Linked DNA regions of Gossypium hirsutum: region 2 is linked to region 1. Evidence: chromatin contacts called from public Hi-C data. All regions are on one chromosome and are shown on one strand. Each heading gives the region's core, a stretch centred on a gene start, on an enhancer-like site or on the middle of the called end of the contact. The rest is flanking DNA. Distances are from core to core; before and after follow the strand shown.

Region 1 (7,635 bases), core at 3,471-5,970:
AGTTACGGTTCGAATGCTAGATCACTCATTAACTCTTCAAGATCTACTATACTTGTGTACAGAATAAATAAACTGTACATTGCGCGATAAAGCTTAGTGGTACTTCCATGATTCAAGACAATACAATATTAACATTAACATGTTAAGAATGTAAACAAACATAACATAATTCCAACCATTCATGTCCTATGTCCAAGTTTAGGCATTAATTTATTTAACCAATTTCATATAACATATCGTTGTCGTGGTTTATAACCACCTAACACATTCATTTTCATTTCATTTCATATTATTCTTTCTCGAATCTATTAATTCATTTCGTTATTAATATGTCAAATTTATCTCCGAGTACTTAATGAGCTTATTTTCAAGTATTTTACAAGTCTTTTTAATGTTTTTTTATAAATTCTTAGATTTTAGTGTTAATGATAACTTTCTTATATTTTACCTCTTTCTAGACCCAAATTGGCAAGACAATGCCATTGAGAGTATAATGATTGATTTGAGCTTGTGTAAAGAGATGATTAAGGTCAAATATCAATGAGGACCTCAACTATTGTGAGGGTTGCAACATTGATGCATGTGTGTCGCGACACTAACCCTCCATCAACTTAAGGAAGTGAACTTCAACGAAAGCCCAACTTGAAGCAACTTGTCATTGAAGTCGCAAAACTAAGCATGTGGTGTTGCAACATCAAGATTCAAAGTCACAACTACAAGCCCTCGAGCTCATAAATTCAAGAAAATTGTTGAAATGAAGAAACCTAATGACCATTGTTGTCGAGGTCACAACACCAATAAGGCTATGTCTCAACACCAAGTGCTCCTAAGTCAAGCTCGTGCCCGTTATCATGGATGTCATGATATCAAAGCCTAGTTGTCGCGACATTGAAGTTTGATGGCTAAAAAACTGTAGGGTCAATTTTGTGTTTAAATAAGCTTAAATCACTTTTCATTTTAAGGACATATTTGTCAATGTTAGGTTAAATACATTTTGCCTATAAATACCACCTTATATAAACTATTTTGGGTGGAAGGCTAGTATAGAAAATTGGGTTAGACATTGGATAAGTTTTACTCTTATTTTCTTAGTTTAGGGTTTCATTTTTCTTTTCTTTTCTTTTCTCTTCTTTTTCTTTTCTTTTGTTGTAACATTTTTGTTTCTTCAATTTTGCTGGAACCTTATGGATGGAGATGGATTAAACTTGCACGTTTCATCAGATTTTTATCTATTAATGAACACTTTCTTAACCATTATCTTTTATGTTTTATGCTTACCATGTGTTTGTTAAAATGCTTGTGTGGAATTTAAGTTCAATCATGTGTTGAATCATTTTATTGGTTGATTGATGAGTGACTTACTTAACTAAGTTATTATCTATGTCATGATTAGTTGTTTGTTCAAGTTTATTAAATTGGATATTATATTAGAATTGACACCTGTAGTGGAATATTTAGATAGGCAAGACAGAGAGGGGACTCTATCGTGTAGGAATTTGATGCATTTGTGTCGAATAGTGAGACCGAGAGAATAGCTTAGGTGGTATTTTTTAGTTTAGGGTAAAATCAAAAGAGATTCCTTGCTAAGAGTGGCAAACAATATAATTATCATAGGTTTATTAGCTTAGTTAGTAATTTATGAATCATTCGACCATCATTTCAATCCATTTGCATTGTTTCTAGTACAAAGGAAGAAAGTTAGTTTGGTATTTTTATTTGTTAATTTAGATATATCTTAAATCTTATTTTATTTTGTTGCACTAATAATTTCTGACTCAACTAGATTAGTAATTGCTTAAATCATAATTAATTTGATAAAAACATTTACCAATTTGACAATCTCTTAGTTTCAAAGTACTTCAAAGGATTCCATTGTAACACTATAAATATTAAAATTGACATGTCACACATACAATAAAAGCTGCTTTTCTTTTTTTTGATATTTTGTGCTAATTCTTTGCTTGGCGTTCGTACATCATGACACAATCAGTTACCATATCGATCCTTAAGGCTCATTTAAACCGGTTCACATAATCTTTGGCATGATGTTTATAATCCCTATTAACTGAATACAGACTTAAGGTAGATACATGAATATCCAACCATCACACTAATCCAGCATACAGTGCTTCATCTGAACATTCGAAGTAAATATTGTGCTCTATGCCTCATCGATATATCGAAGTAATAATGCGCTCTGTGCCTAATCGGTGAAACTGAAGTATAAACTCATACACAAATCTAATCCTATGACATGCCAACTATATCCGACTTTACCCGAACAGTTAATAGGGTAGCCAATGTTTCAATTGTATATTATAAATCGATTCGCATATCATGATCTCATACCATTTCATCATAAATTCACATCACATAACATTTATCAATTCATATCATGCTCGTTTCTACCGTATTCAACTTGATCCAATTATCGACAATTGATATCAACATGTATAAATTGAGTCAGGAAGCAATAATACGCTTACTTTTTTAACTGATAATTATAATTATAATTATCACAATTTTTTCTATATTTTATGCTTAAAGTTCCATCCAAGTAATAACTCTACCTTACAATTAGCACAAATTTTTAACTAATAATTCTAAATTAAATTATAATTATTTTTAAAATTCATTTAATAGTATGATGGAAAATAAAAGATATTCTCGTTTTTTTTCAAATCCTTGCTTTTATATGTATTATCGGTTAAGTTATTTTTTAGAAAATAAATTCTTATGAGTAACTTAATCTTTGTATAAAAATGAACTTGAATAACGTGAAATATCATTATATATATAATATAATTTTAATTTTTAAAAAATATTTAGATATTATAATTTTTAATATTATTAAACATAAATATTTATATTTAATCATATAATAAATTATTAATATAATTTATCATTTTAATAAAATTATTTACCATTACAATTTCATATCATAAATAATAAATTTTAAAATTGAAGTAATATTATTAATATTTTATTGAAAAATCGTATTAATAATTTAATAAAAATATATTACAATTTATAAATTTAGTAAAAATATTTTATAGTATAAAATATGAATATTTTAATAATATAAATATGAGCATTTGTTTAAATCATGTTTAATTTCATTTATCCTTCTAGCTCCAATATGCCACTAACCACTCTTAGATAAAATGTGTGTGTGTCACGGGGTTAGACATTTCGTCTCGCAATCCATGCGGCCTTAGACAATTTGTTTGCTTCAAATGTGCTTAAGTCAGTCTAACTCTCGCAAAGTGAGAATTCTCACAAAATTTCTCTAAGACACCGAATTATAAAGGAAGCAAGCTTAAACCGAAAGAGCAACGAAGAACAAAAAAGCCAAAGGAAAATAGCACACCAAGTGTTTGAATAAATGGTTTCAAATATATTCAAACTATGAATGAAGTGATTCCAAATGAAGGGGGAGACTTTTATTTATAGTTGAACTCCCCCAGATCCAACGGTACAAATCAATTTACATCAACGGCTAAGATTAGTTCACATCTACAATTATAGAGTCCTAAGCGATTTAAACTCTATACAATCTTATCCATTTAGAATTTACACTATTTACCTTGGTAACTCTAGTTTTATTAGAGTGTTTCACTAGATCATCAAGGTTTCAAGTAGATGGGCTTCTTCACGGGTTTCACAAATAGGGACAATTCATATGGGTCAAATGAACCTCATTTAATAAGTTGACTTCTATGGGGTGTTTTGTGCACAATAATCACGAGTTTTGATCCGCAGCCCATGACATGTGTGTGTAACTAGTTACAAATAAAATTTTAATTAGATATTGATTATTATTAAGTTTATATAAAATCATTGTAACAAATATAATTTATGTTATGTTTATTTCATTGAAAATAAGTTTCAAAAAATAATTTCAATAAAAAATTTCAAACTAACAAAAGATACTTTACACATCCAAACATTAAAAAATATCATATTTTTCAAAAATCCTTTTACCAAGTCATTGAAACAATCACAATCTTAATTACAACAAATTTTTGTTGTTGATTTACAAAAAATAAGAATATGTACAAACAAAGTCAAAATATGTCAAATAATGAACAAGTTGTGGTTTAAAATGTGACCACAATAAATACCACAACTTACTCCTTAGCCTGATTCGTAGCACTTTTATCCAATTATGCTGTCTGGGCAGGTGCCCAAACGCATCCTTAATATTTGGTTTTTTGTACCACTTTAATTTGAATAAAATTAAAATTTTAATGGTTCATTTGCTAAATAATCATAAGAACAACACAATAGGTGGTCCAACTTTATTTAAATATCTTTTTTATCATTGAATTATAAAAGTTATAAAATAATTATTTAATTAATTATGTTTACTTCTTTTTTTTATTGTCAAAATTTGTTAATTATTGTGTACTTTATGATGAAAAGATAATATGACAGTTCTAAAATTGATATATTAATTTAACCCTTAATATTTATACATAGTATCAATTTAATTATTATTTTAAAATATTTACCCTTAATCTTTAATATTTACCCTTAATCTTAATTTAATCTCGATTCAAAAAAATTATAACTTTTTTGTTCTATTCATTTTTTTTTTGATAGAAAGACCAGGCAGTTTATTAAATAGAAGATGAAAAAAGCAAAATGGAGGCCCAATATACCATTAAGCCCAATCCTAATACTTTAAAAAAATAAATTCGGCCCACACTAAAGTAATAGTGAATACCAGCACTTAATGTTTAACTTAATGGAAAAGAAAAGCATTAAATGAAAAAACAAGAGATAAATGAAAAAGTAAAAAAGTAAACCTAAAAATCTGCCTTCATCAGATCAAACGGCTGGCTTCCATTATTTTCCTTGACTTGTCGTTTCAATCACCATTCCGTCTTGTCAATACTAGTTTCAACAGATAAACTTTACCTACTATCTCCTTCTTGAAATTATTTCCTTCTTATTCTTCTTCAATCTGGATTCCGTGGCCGCCTTCTCTCCGAAACCACATGATGGCTATTCAACTCTTCTCTCGTCAGGTAAAAATTTTCTCCACTTTCAAGAGCGTCCTTTGCTAATCTGTGTGCTTGCGAGTTCCTTGATCTGTGTATGTGTTGAAAGATAATTTCTTGAAAACAAGATTTCTTATTTTGAATGTCTCTGATGATAGCCCCAATTACTGATTTATCATTTAAGCTCGGTCGACATTTTTTGATTACTGTTCTGGAATCTCCCATCAGCTTGATCGATTGAACTTCTAATGCTATCCCTAACTTCACTCCTCCTAAACATGCATATGCTTCTGCTGCAAATGGGGATGAGACACTGTTGTGAACAATCGTTTTGAGTACCAGTAATTCCCCCCTCAGATCCCGAGCCACCAGACCTGTTGCTGATCTGTTGTTTCTGCTGTCAAACGCTGCATCAAAGAAGATCGTGACTCTCGGTATGTCCTCCTGGAATTTGTGATTTCTTCTCATTGTACTGGTATTCGTCATTGCTCGTACTCCTTCATATTCTGCCATGTGCCCCTGTATATTTTGTGCTAAAATTCTTCCTGTTGTCTTTTCCCTTTCATGCACAAACTTATTTCTGGAGAACCATATTAACCATAAGGCGTAACAAAAAAGTCGGCTTTGATCATCAGTTCCTCCCTTGAATACCCAGGTTAGCCACTCCCACAGATTTTGACTTCTGTTATTCATAACCCATGCTAAATGAATAAACTGCCAAACTGCCAAACTTCTATTGTTGTAGGACAATCTCGGAAGATATGGAGACTATTTTCTGTCCAAGAACAGCATCGGGGACATCTATCATTTGTTGCAACTCTTCTATACCTAAGATTAGCTAGATTAGGAATGAAATCCCAGGAAATTCGCCAGATAGTGATTGCAATTTTTGGGGATAGTTTTAGGCTCCATAATTTTCTGTAAAATTCCTTAGTTTCAGACCCCAGATTAGCATCTTGTAATAGTTTATAGGCGCTGCATACTGAATATTTACCGGATAATTCCCCCTTCCAAACTTGAGTATCCTCGTGCTCCGTCTCTGCAAGCGGGATTTGTATCATGGAGTAGCCACTTCGCAAGCTAAACTTTTCAAAATATCCCATGCATCATTTCTATCTTGCGCATATTTAGATCCATAGAATCCAGTAAATCTCCAATTAGTTCCTTTTTCCTTATCTTCAACTATCACATCAATGTGTCTTTTAGAAAAACTTTGAAGTGTTATATTAAAATCAGCCCTCCATGCTAAACACAATCCTCCTCTCGTTTCTTCTGGATTAACTTCAATACTATTTATAAATCCACTTCTTCTATGAACTCGTTCCATCTGTTTTGTGTTAACTTTTGTCTCCTTAAAGAAGACAATATGGGGATTATGAATCTTCAGCAAATGCCGAAGTCTTTTAACTGTCCGTGGAATTGGGATGTTCGGATGTTCCAGCTTATAATTTTCATTGCGCCCGGTCGGCTTGCCTCTTGGCTGCTGCCGATGATAAAGGATTAACTTCTCCCAATCTTCTATTCCTTGTCAGCACATTACCACACTATATTTCTGGTTGCATCTTCCATCTCTCCCCTGTTCCTTTTATTCCCCATCAAATCATGCTCCATAACCATTCGCATCTGATTGCACTAAGTTTTGTCCTTCCGTTGAGCTAGCGACTGACTTCCCACTTCTATGTTAAAAATCCCAAAATTGGGTCAACGACTTTTCCACCCCTTTCTTTTCTAACCCGTTCATCGAGAGTGCCCTTTTAGTTTCTGACCGTAATGATAAATCCCAGCTCATTTCAGCTACTTCCACCCCTAACATCATTTTAGTTTCACAGAAAGAGTTGCTATGTCCCAAACGTCCACAAAAGAAACAAAAAGGAGACGGATGTTCACATGATCTGCTTCTTCCTTTTTAGCGGCTTTCTAACATCAATCTGCACCCTTACCCTCATATAATTACGATTTTCTTTTCTAAGGTTTGACCCATCATATTCCAAGAAAACCCCTATAAAATTATCCAACTGTACAGCTAAATTTTCACAAAAAAACCCTATTGGGATATCATGAATTTGAACCCTAAAAGGAGTAAAAATTAATGATACTTGTAATGGATCCTCGCCCCTCTTCAGTTTAGACAGTATCATTTTTAACTTCTTTTCTCCATGTTTTAGAATTAATAAATTATCAAATAAAAACAAAACATGACCCTGTCAATTTTGTAAAAATTATGGTTTCATGAATTAAAGCACATAAAACCTGCATCACACTAATTAACTGTATATTTATTCTAACTCAGAACACAACCACCACGACCCCAAGTATTACACGTTAATGTCTTCATAGTTGATTAAATCAACGCTAGGCAACAATAAAATTCTATGTTTTAGTTTTTCTTTTTTTACTCAATATTTCAACAATTATTTTGTGCCTTTTAAATCAGATAAAGTCAAAAACAAACCCCATTAAGGAAAGGATTTAATTGAACCCAACTCAAAGGAAACGTCTTAATCAGGTATCCAACAAAGTATCCCCAATCACGTTTCTCCAAATGAGTGCAGTCAACCAATTATGATCAATCTCATCTCCCTGCCCATGCCCAAAATATTTCTTTTATATATATTATTTTAAAAGAATA
Region 2 (7,635 bases), core at 2,926-5,425, 92 kb before region 1:
TTAACTTATACAAGTCTGAAATTTATAAACATTTTTTGACTTGTTGATATATAACTCGATCACGATATTAATCCTCACTGAAATAACCAATAAAATAGGACTATCAATATCCTAGTAAAGTCTAGGATAAATCTAAAATCTTCAAAATATGTCTTTAAGCCAATCTCCACAAAATGGAGAATTCAATTTGTTTGATCCAGATCAATCCAATCTTCATAAAAGCGATATGTATATATGAGCCAACATACATCCACAATATCAACTAAGTGATGGTCCAATTATTTCGAATTAAAAGATTATCAACAAATTATAAAACTCGGGCAGTTACAAGTACAAATGTAACAGCTATAACTATTCAGCAAACAGCCTCAACATATACATTTACTAAAATCTTATAAACTTAGCTTGATTAATATGAGAAGAGAAGAGAAGAGAAGAGAAGAGACAAGACTTACCTTAGATCTAATAACAAATATGATGTTATTGAAAAGAACATTTTCTTGATTAAGAAAAATCAGGAAATTATATAATTCTTGATATAATTTGCCCATTGAGTGGCATCAAAACATGTATATATGTAAATATTTGTTAATGAAATATATTTTTAAACTAGAATTATTATTAAAATCTATAAACATAATTAAAATATTTATGTAAATATTAAACTAATAACATTATCAATTTTAAAAAATGGGTATAAAAATATTGTTAAATGTATTTAAATGTTATAAAAACCATAAAGAAATTAAAAAACATAATTTTAAAATAATATTAAAATTTATAAATTAATTAAATTTCAAAGTAAATAATTCTTTAAACTAATATAAACTACTTCTGGAATTGCAAAATAAAAATAGCAATCAACTTTAAAAAATTTAAAAAGTTAAAAATAGTTTTAAAACTATTGTTAAAACACATATTATAACACTTAAAAATTTAAAATTAAAATATTTGCTTACAGGTTTAAAAATAAAAATAAAAATAAAAATGCTATTAAATTTTTGAAAACATAAAAGCAATATTTTAAATAATTAAGAATACAATTAAAAAATTTATTCATATTATTCATAAATTTTATTAAAATATAAAATAATTAATATATTTTAATTTACACATGCATTGCATGTATAAACAGAAAAACCTAATTATTACCTAGGGATAAAAAGAAACTAGTTATTAAAATATTTTAAATCAATCATTACCTAAATTACTTTTAATTTGAAATGTCAAAATATCCTATTTATTTTACAACTCTCACAGTAATTTTAACCCTAAGTTTTGAAAACTCTTATACTACCACGTATATACATTAGAGTAGAGTTTGCTATAAGGGAAAATAATATTTTTTAATGCTTTGGCATTTTTATTATTATTTTTCTTCCGAATCTCTTTTCTATAAAACATGATAATGTAATTCTCATAAGTTAATTTAGGGTGTTAATCTATTAAATAAGAAAATACTATTTCTTTTTGTAGCTTCATTCACTCGGTACTCTCGCTCACGGCCCTCGACCCAAGACAATTGGTCTTTGCTTACTCTAAGCCAAGTAAATCAAACCATCAAGCTAGATCGAGTTCCCTATTCTCTCATTTTTGCTATCAACTCTCTTGTTACTTTAACTCGTTCTTCGATATACATATTTAGTCAGCTACAAAATATATTGTTTATGTATTATATTTACTTTTTATTGTTTTTCTCTTTTTACCTTTCAATATATTGATTGAAAATTTAATTTTATTACGGTATTTATTTCAAAACTTATATTTAAAAAATTTATGCAAGATAAATTTAAAATAATTTTATTTTCAATTGAAATTATAAATTAAAATAATATTTTTTTAAAATTTATCAATTAAAACATTATTAAATATTTAATCCAAAAATTTTCTTACTAATAAAGTTTATTGTAAAAAATTAAATACATAAATATTATTTTTATTTAATGAAAGTAAAATTATAAATTATTATTACATTCTCACAAAAGTATTTAGTGAATCAAACATAATCTAAATTTTCATGAATTTTAATCAACACATTCTAATCTATATCAAACATTATAAAATAACTTTCCTATCTATCACATTCTAAGAATTCATATTGCTAAAATCATAACATTAAGTTTTGTAAACTACCTCTATTTACTGCCTATAGAGCAAAAAAAAATATATTCTATAGATATAAATTCGCTTTTAACACTTGAGTCATACACATTTACATACATGCTATAAATACTAGAAATCCTATCAACGCGTGTGCATGTAGAAACTAGGAATTTAAACACAAACATATGTTTAAAAATATAATACAATAACAAATGAAACGCATAATTTGAAACTAGGCAATCATAATAATACATGAAATTAGCAATATAAATACATTTGATTAATAATACTAAATCCGCTACAATTATTTATCATTAATTGTGAACTAGTGTCAAGTTACACTTTGGTATAGGCAAAGGTTCAAATTTCACCATGTGCATATTTTAATTCATTTTTGTTAACATGAAAAGACTAAAATATCCTCAAATGGTATAACCTATTTTAATTATGAAGGGGCATTTCTGTAATTTACTTATCGAGGGTGACATTAACTCATTAAAACACATAACAAATAGTATATAAATATAAGAAAAACCAGTTTTAAACTAAATGGTGTTTACATTATGTTGAACTTGCATATTACAACACTAGATCTGAAAAAAAAAATGTAATGTAAAATAAGAATTTATTTCAAACGGAATCCGTCTTCTAATCATACAAACAGCAGAGAACCATTGAAAAGAAAATTCATGAATGAGATCAAAAGAACAACTTGACAAATGTTTCATACTGCACTAGCGGCAAGAATTGGAGAAACAACCAAGTGAAGCCTACTAGCAATGACCCAAGTTTCGGAACTTTGCACTCTATTCTGCTCGGGATTGACCAGCCCGGGAAGAGAGAATGATACCGACAATGAGTCCATAGAGAGCCAAAGCCTCAGCAAAAATGAGAATAAGAATCATTCCAACAAAAAGCTTTGGTTGTTGGGCATTGGCTCTGCAAATAAATGCACATAAAATATAAATTCAAACAGGCCATATTCTAACAAATGCAAAAGAATTATCGTGGTAAATTGAATGCAATTCATAACCAAACAGCAAGCAGATTATGAGGTTCATTCGTCGAAATATCATATCCTACTTCTTTCTTTTTTTTTTTTTTTTACTACCCCCTTCCTTTTTTCTCAATGCTTGATTGAATCAAAATGACCAATACTTTGTATAACCAGTGATATTCCAACTAGAACAGTTGGCGGATACATATTTATCAGGCAACCGTATGTTCAGAGTGCATCAGTTATAAGCGAAATCTTAAAACAAAATCCCATTCTAGAAGACTAATTTGATCTAATTATGGATTTTACTATCCCCTGAGTTAAATTACTTTAACTACTATTATCAGTAAGAAAAATCTACAAACACGACAACAAAGAACGAAATCTGAATTCAATTTATATCGTGCTGAAAATGAAGATAAATAAAATAAATAAGATAACAGTACCTAACTCCAGCATCGCCGACGATTCCAATGGCCATACCGGCAGAGAGACCGGCGAGGCCACAAGCGAGACCAGAGGAAAGATGAGCATAGCCATCGAACAGGTAGTAAGATTTGGCCTTTGGGTTAATCCCAGTGCTGATAATAACCGCAATAATCAACCCATAAATACCTAAAACTCCAGCCATAACAACGGGCACGATCGATTTCATCACCAGCTCCGGCCTCATCACTCCCATCGATGCCACCCCGACACCGCTCTTCGCCGTCCCGTACGCAGCACCCATACCTGTAAAACAAAAAGAAAACCCAATTAGAAAGGATCAGCACCGATCAAAAATCGATTCTTCTGGGAGGAGTTAGGGTTAGCATCTTACAGGAGAAAACGAGGGCAGCAGCGGCTCCGAGGAAGCCGAAGAAAGGAGCAGTTTCATCACCGCTAAATGTGGACGCCATTTTACTAGGCTTTAAAAAAAAATTGTTGAGACGAGGATTTGAAGGGAGTTTGGGGAAACCTTGATCGCTGGATTTCGTGAGTGATGAAATGAAAGGAAGAGACAAGAGAGATAATGAATTGAAGAAGGAACTTGGAAATTACTGAGTGGATCCCACGTGAACGTGATCGAGCCTTCGCCATACAATTGGCAGTTTTTGGCATTACGTAAAACGTGTGCTTCATTTGGGACAAATTTTGTTGGAGACATGTTTTGGGCTCATGTGTTATGCTGTAATATTGGATTGGGGGTCTTTAATTGGACACTAATAATTAGGGCTAGGAATCTTTGATAGCCCAAAATCACAAGTGCCTCTCGAAAATATATATAGGTTACCCAATTTTTCTTTCGGTTAAAATATGCTTTAGCTCCCTGTACTCTTCATTCATTTGGAATTTAGTCCTCCTGCTTTTATTTCAAGGAACTTAGTCACTCTATTGTTAAATTTCTTCTGTTAAATTCAGGTTCATTACAATATATTTTTCTTGTTGAATGTCTATCAAGTGAGTATTTTTTTTCCAAAATGTCGAACCAATGAATTTGATAGAAAAAAGTTTAATGAGGTTAACCATTGGATCAAATTTTGAAATTTTAAAAAAGAAAAAAACGGTAAAACTAAATTCTAAATCTCCAAAAAGAATATAGGGACTCATAGCATATTTTAACCATTTCTCTCTTTTTTTTTTCTTTTTTATTATGTGTGAGGGCTTTTAATTCTTCTTATAGAATTAAAAAATGTAGAATTTTTTAACTTCACAATTGAAATTAGAAATTGCCGCATGTACCAAACACATGTTAGTCTTGAAACTCTTCTCGCGGAGATTAAAATCATCTCCAGTAACAATGTGGCAAATAATTTTACAAGCAATAATTTCCAACAAAAGAATGAATAAGATCGAAAGACTCATGCAATGCAATGCAATGCAAGTTGATTAACAAAAAAAAGGGAACTAAACTTTGATTTCTCCCAACAACCTTGAAACTTATTGGATTAGAGTCAAAGGTGCACGAATGCTTAACATCTAATGCATTGTGATTAAGGTTTGGATAAAAAGAAAGATGATTATCTTACATCATTGATGTATTTCGTAAAGCTTGTAGATCACTAAAGAAAGATCGACTTTAGCATTCTCAGTTTCATTAATCGTACTTACTGAACAAAAATGGTATGATGAAGATGGGAATGATTTTACTTTGAGGTAAAAATGTAAATGGGTTTCTACCACAAGTCACGGTAAGCAGAGGCGAAGCCAGAAAAATTTTTTAAGGGAGCCGGATAAAATTTTAATTTTTTATAGTTTATATTTTTTATAATTTTTAAAAGATTAAATCAAATTTTTATAATTTTAGGGGAGTTAAAGTACAATTTTACCTTTACTAATTTAAAATTTTAAAAAAATTCCAAAGACCTAAAATGCAATTTTACATTTTAGGGAGGCCCGGGACCCATGCCAGCCTCCCCTGGCTTCGCCCCTGACAGTAAGAGCCACACACGTTCGCTTTGGAAAGAGTCATAATATGATGGATCAATGGTGAAATAATTATATATGGTGAGTGATGTAGAGAAAAACTTCCCATGTGTAAAAGATTTTAGGGTAAACTATATAAAAGGTTAAGCAACTATATTCACGTTTTTATTTTGGTTACTCAATTTAATAAAAAAATTAATTTAAGCATTAATGTTTGAATTTGTCCCTATTTTAATCATTTGTTGTTAATTTGATAACGAAAAGCCTTTTTTGTAACTAAGATAATAACACATCTGATCCTTATTACTTATATATTCTATCAATTTTATCTTGATTTTAAATAATTCAATAAATTTAACCCTTCATATTTGCAAATTCTATCAAATTGATCCTCAAACTTCCTAACTAAAACTTTTAGCTTTTAAAACAAAAGTATTTCAAATTCATAAATTTATAAAACTCAAAAAAGAAAAAAAAATCTCTCAACTAACGAGTTATTTATAACCCTTTGATTGATAGAAAATTGGCTAAAGAAAAAAGCAAAAACCTTAAAAAAACGACACGTTAGATTTACTCTTGTTATTTTGCTTCAAGGTACATAAAATTAGTCCTCAAAGTCAATGTTAAAAAATATAACTTTGAAAAACTTAATTGTTCAATCAATAATTATATAAGAACAAATATGAACATTTAGTTTTTCATAAGAAAAAAAATGTAAAAAAATTAATTGAATTTTCTTTTTTTACATTCATAATATATTTTTTTAATTTTATAAACCGATTAATAGACTATTATGTGTTCTATTTATTTTTAATTAATTGTTTTTAATTTTTAAACCCACAATAAGCAATATGTGTCAGTAATAATATGATTTAGTTTCAAATCATTGACCAAAATAATAAAAAAATAAAATTATGCCAGTCAGAATAAAAAATTATTTCTTTACAAATATTAAATTATCTATATATTTTTATTATATATTATATTTTTAAAATTTATATTTTCTATTAATTTTAATGCTGTTTAGTTAATTTATAACTCTTAACTTCCTGAAAATATAAACAAAAAGGGCTATTATCAAATTGTAGAATTTCAACCATATATAAAACAATTAATAGATGTAGAATGCCTTTGTTTTAAAAGCTTAGGAAGTATGATGACCAAATTGATAAAATTTGTAAATGTGAAGGGTTAAATTTATTGAATTATTTATAATTAGGATTAAACTGATAAAATATATAAGTATTGATAACTAAATGAGTTATTATACCAGCTAGAAAAAGACTTTTCTTTATCAATTTAACCGTGGGCGATCAAAATAGGAACGAATTCAAATGTTAATACCTAAATTAAATTTTTTAATCTATTTTTTTTTAAATTGAATGACTAAAACAGGAACACAAATATAATTAAATGACCATTTATATAGTTTATCCAAAATTTTATTGTACCATCCACTAGTTCTTTTTATCTTATAGTGAATGTCATATATAATATATAGAAGAGAAGATCAATGGACGAAAGCATTCATGAAATGTCATCACAATATGTTGATCAGGCATAGTCATAATTGGTTATTTGCTTTGCCTTTAATTTCATTGAGGATGGCTCCTTTAATTATAGAACTAGCTTTAAATATCGGAAAAACTTCTAATTTCTAATATTTCTTCATTTTTGACATTTCATTTTTTACGCTTAAATTTACATGCAAATTTATTAAACATTCGTTGCATATGTAACTTAAAGAATTTGTTGAAATTTAAATAAAATTTGTTTCTATTAATCACTTTTAAAAAATTGATTAAATTAGTCACTTTATCATTAAATGTATTCATATGAAAATTTTTGGGGTGACCAAAGTAAGAACTGCCCCTTATCTAGAGTGATTGATGGGTAATTTACTTTAATTTTATAGTGACTAACATAAAAATACACCATTAGTATTCTGTTGCTATTTAACGGTGGAGTGATCAATTTAATTAATTTCTATTTTGAGGTGACCAAATTAACCAAAAATAATAATTTGAGTGGTCAAAATAGGAATGAATCAATAATATTTGCGAAAAATCTTTCACTTATGTTGATGCTGAAAAAAGATCACTACTAACACACAAACTAAGAACGAGTCA

What was found. Hi-C and Micro-C count contacts between places; a contact is called where the count stands out from the background.
Region 2: a Hi-C map of leaf shows a contact between it and region 1, with 2.5 times the contacts expected there. The contact joins the promoter of LOC107896619 here to the enhancer-like site in region 1. A contact is called at or near these places in 13 of 34 Hi-C or Micro-C datasets (anther, callus, hypocotyl and 3 more).

Annotation. Positions count from the first base shown.
Region 1 is chrA11:25,290,401-25,298,035 of Gossypium_hirsutum_v2.1, reverse strand. No RefSeq gene overlaps it. Among protein-coding and RNA genes, the nearest start is that of LOC107911389, 18 kb to the left of the region's middle. Within about 2 kb of position 4,720, at least 7 of the 9 cell types and tissues checked have an H3K27ac peak or open chromatin away from gene starts, as enhancers often do. A contact at or near this core is called in leaf, where this site is marked.
Region 2 is chrA11:25,381,917-25,389,551 of Gossypium_hirsutum_v2.1, reverse strand. It overlaps LOC107896619 (V-type proton ATPase subunit c2), which reads right to left and starts at 4,175. Exons shown (of 3, transcript XM_041081465.1): 1 at 3,921-4,175; 2 at 3,547-3,832; 3 at 2,623-3,042. The coding sequence starts at 3,999. The coding sequence ends at 2,910.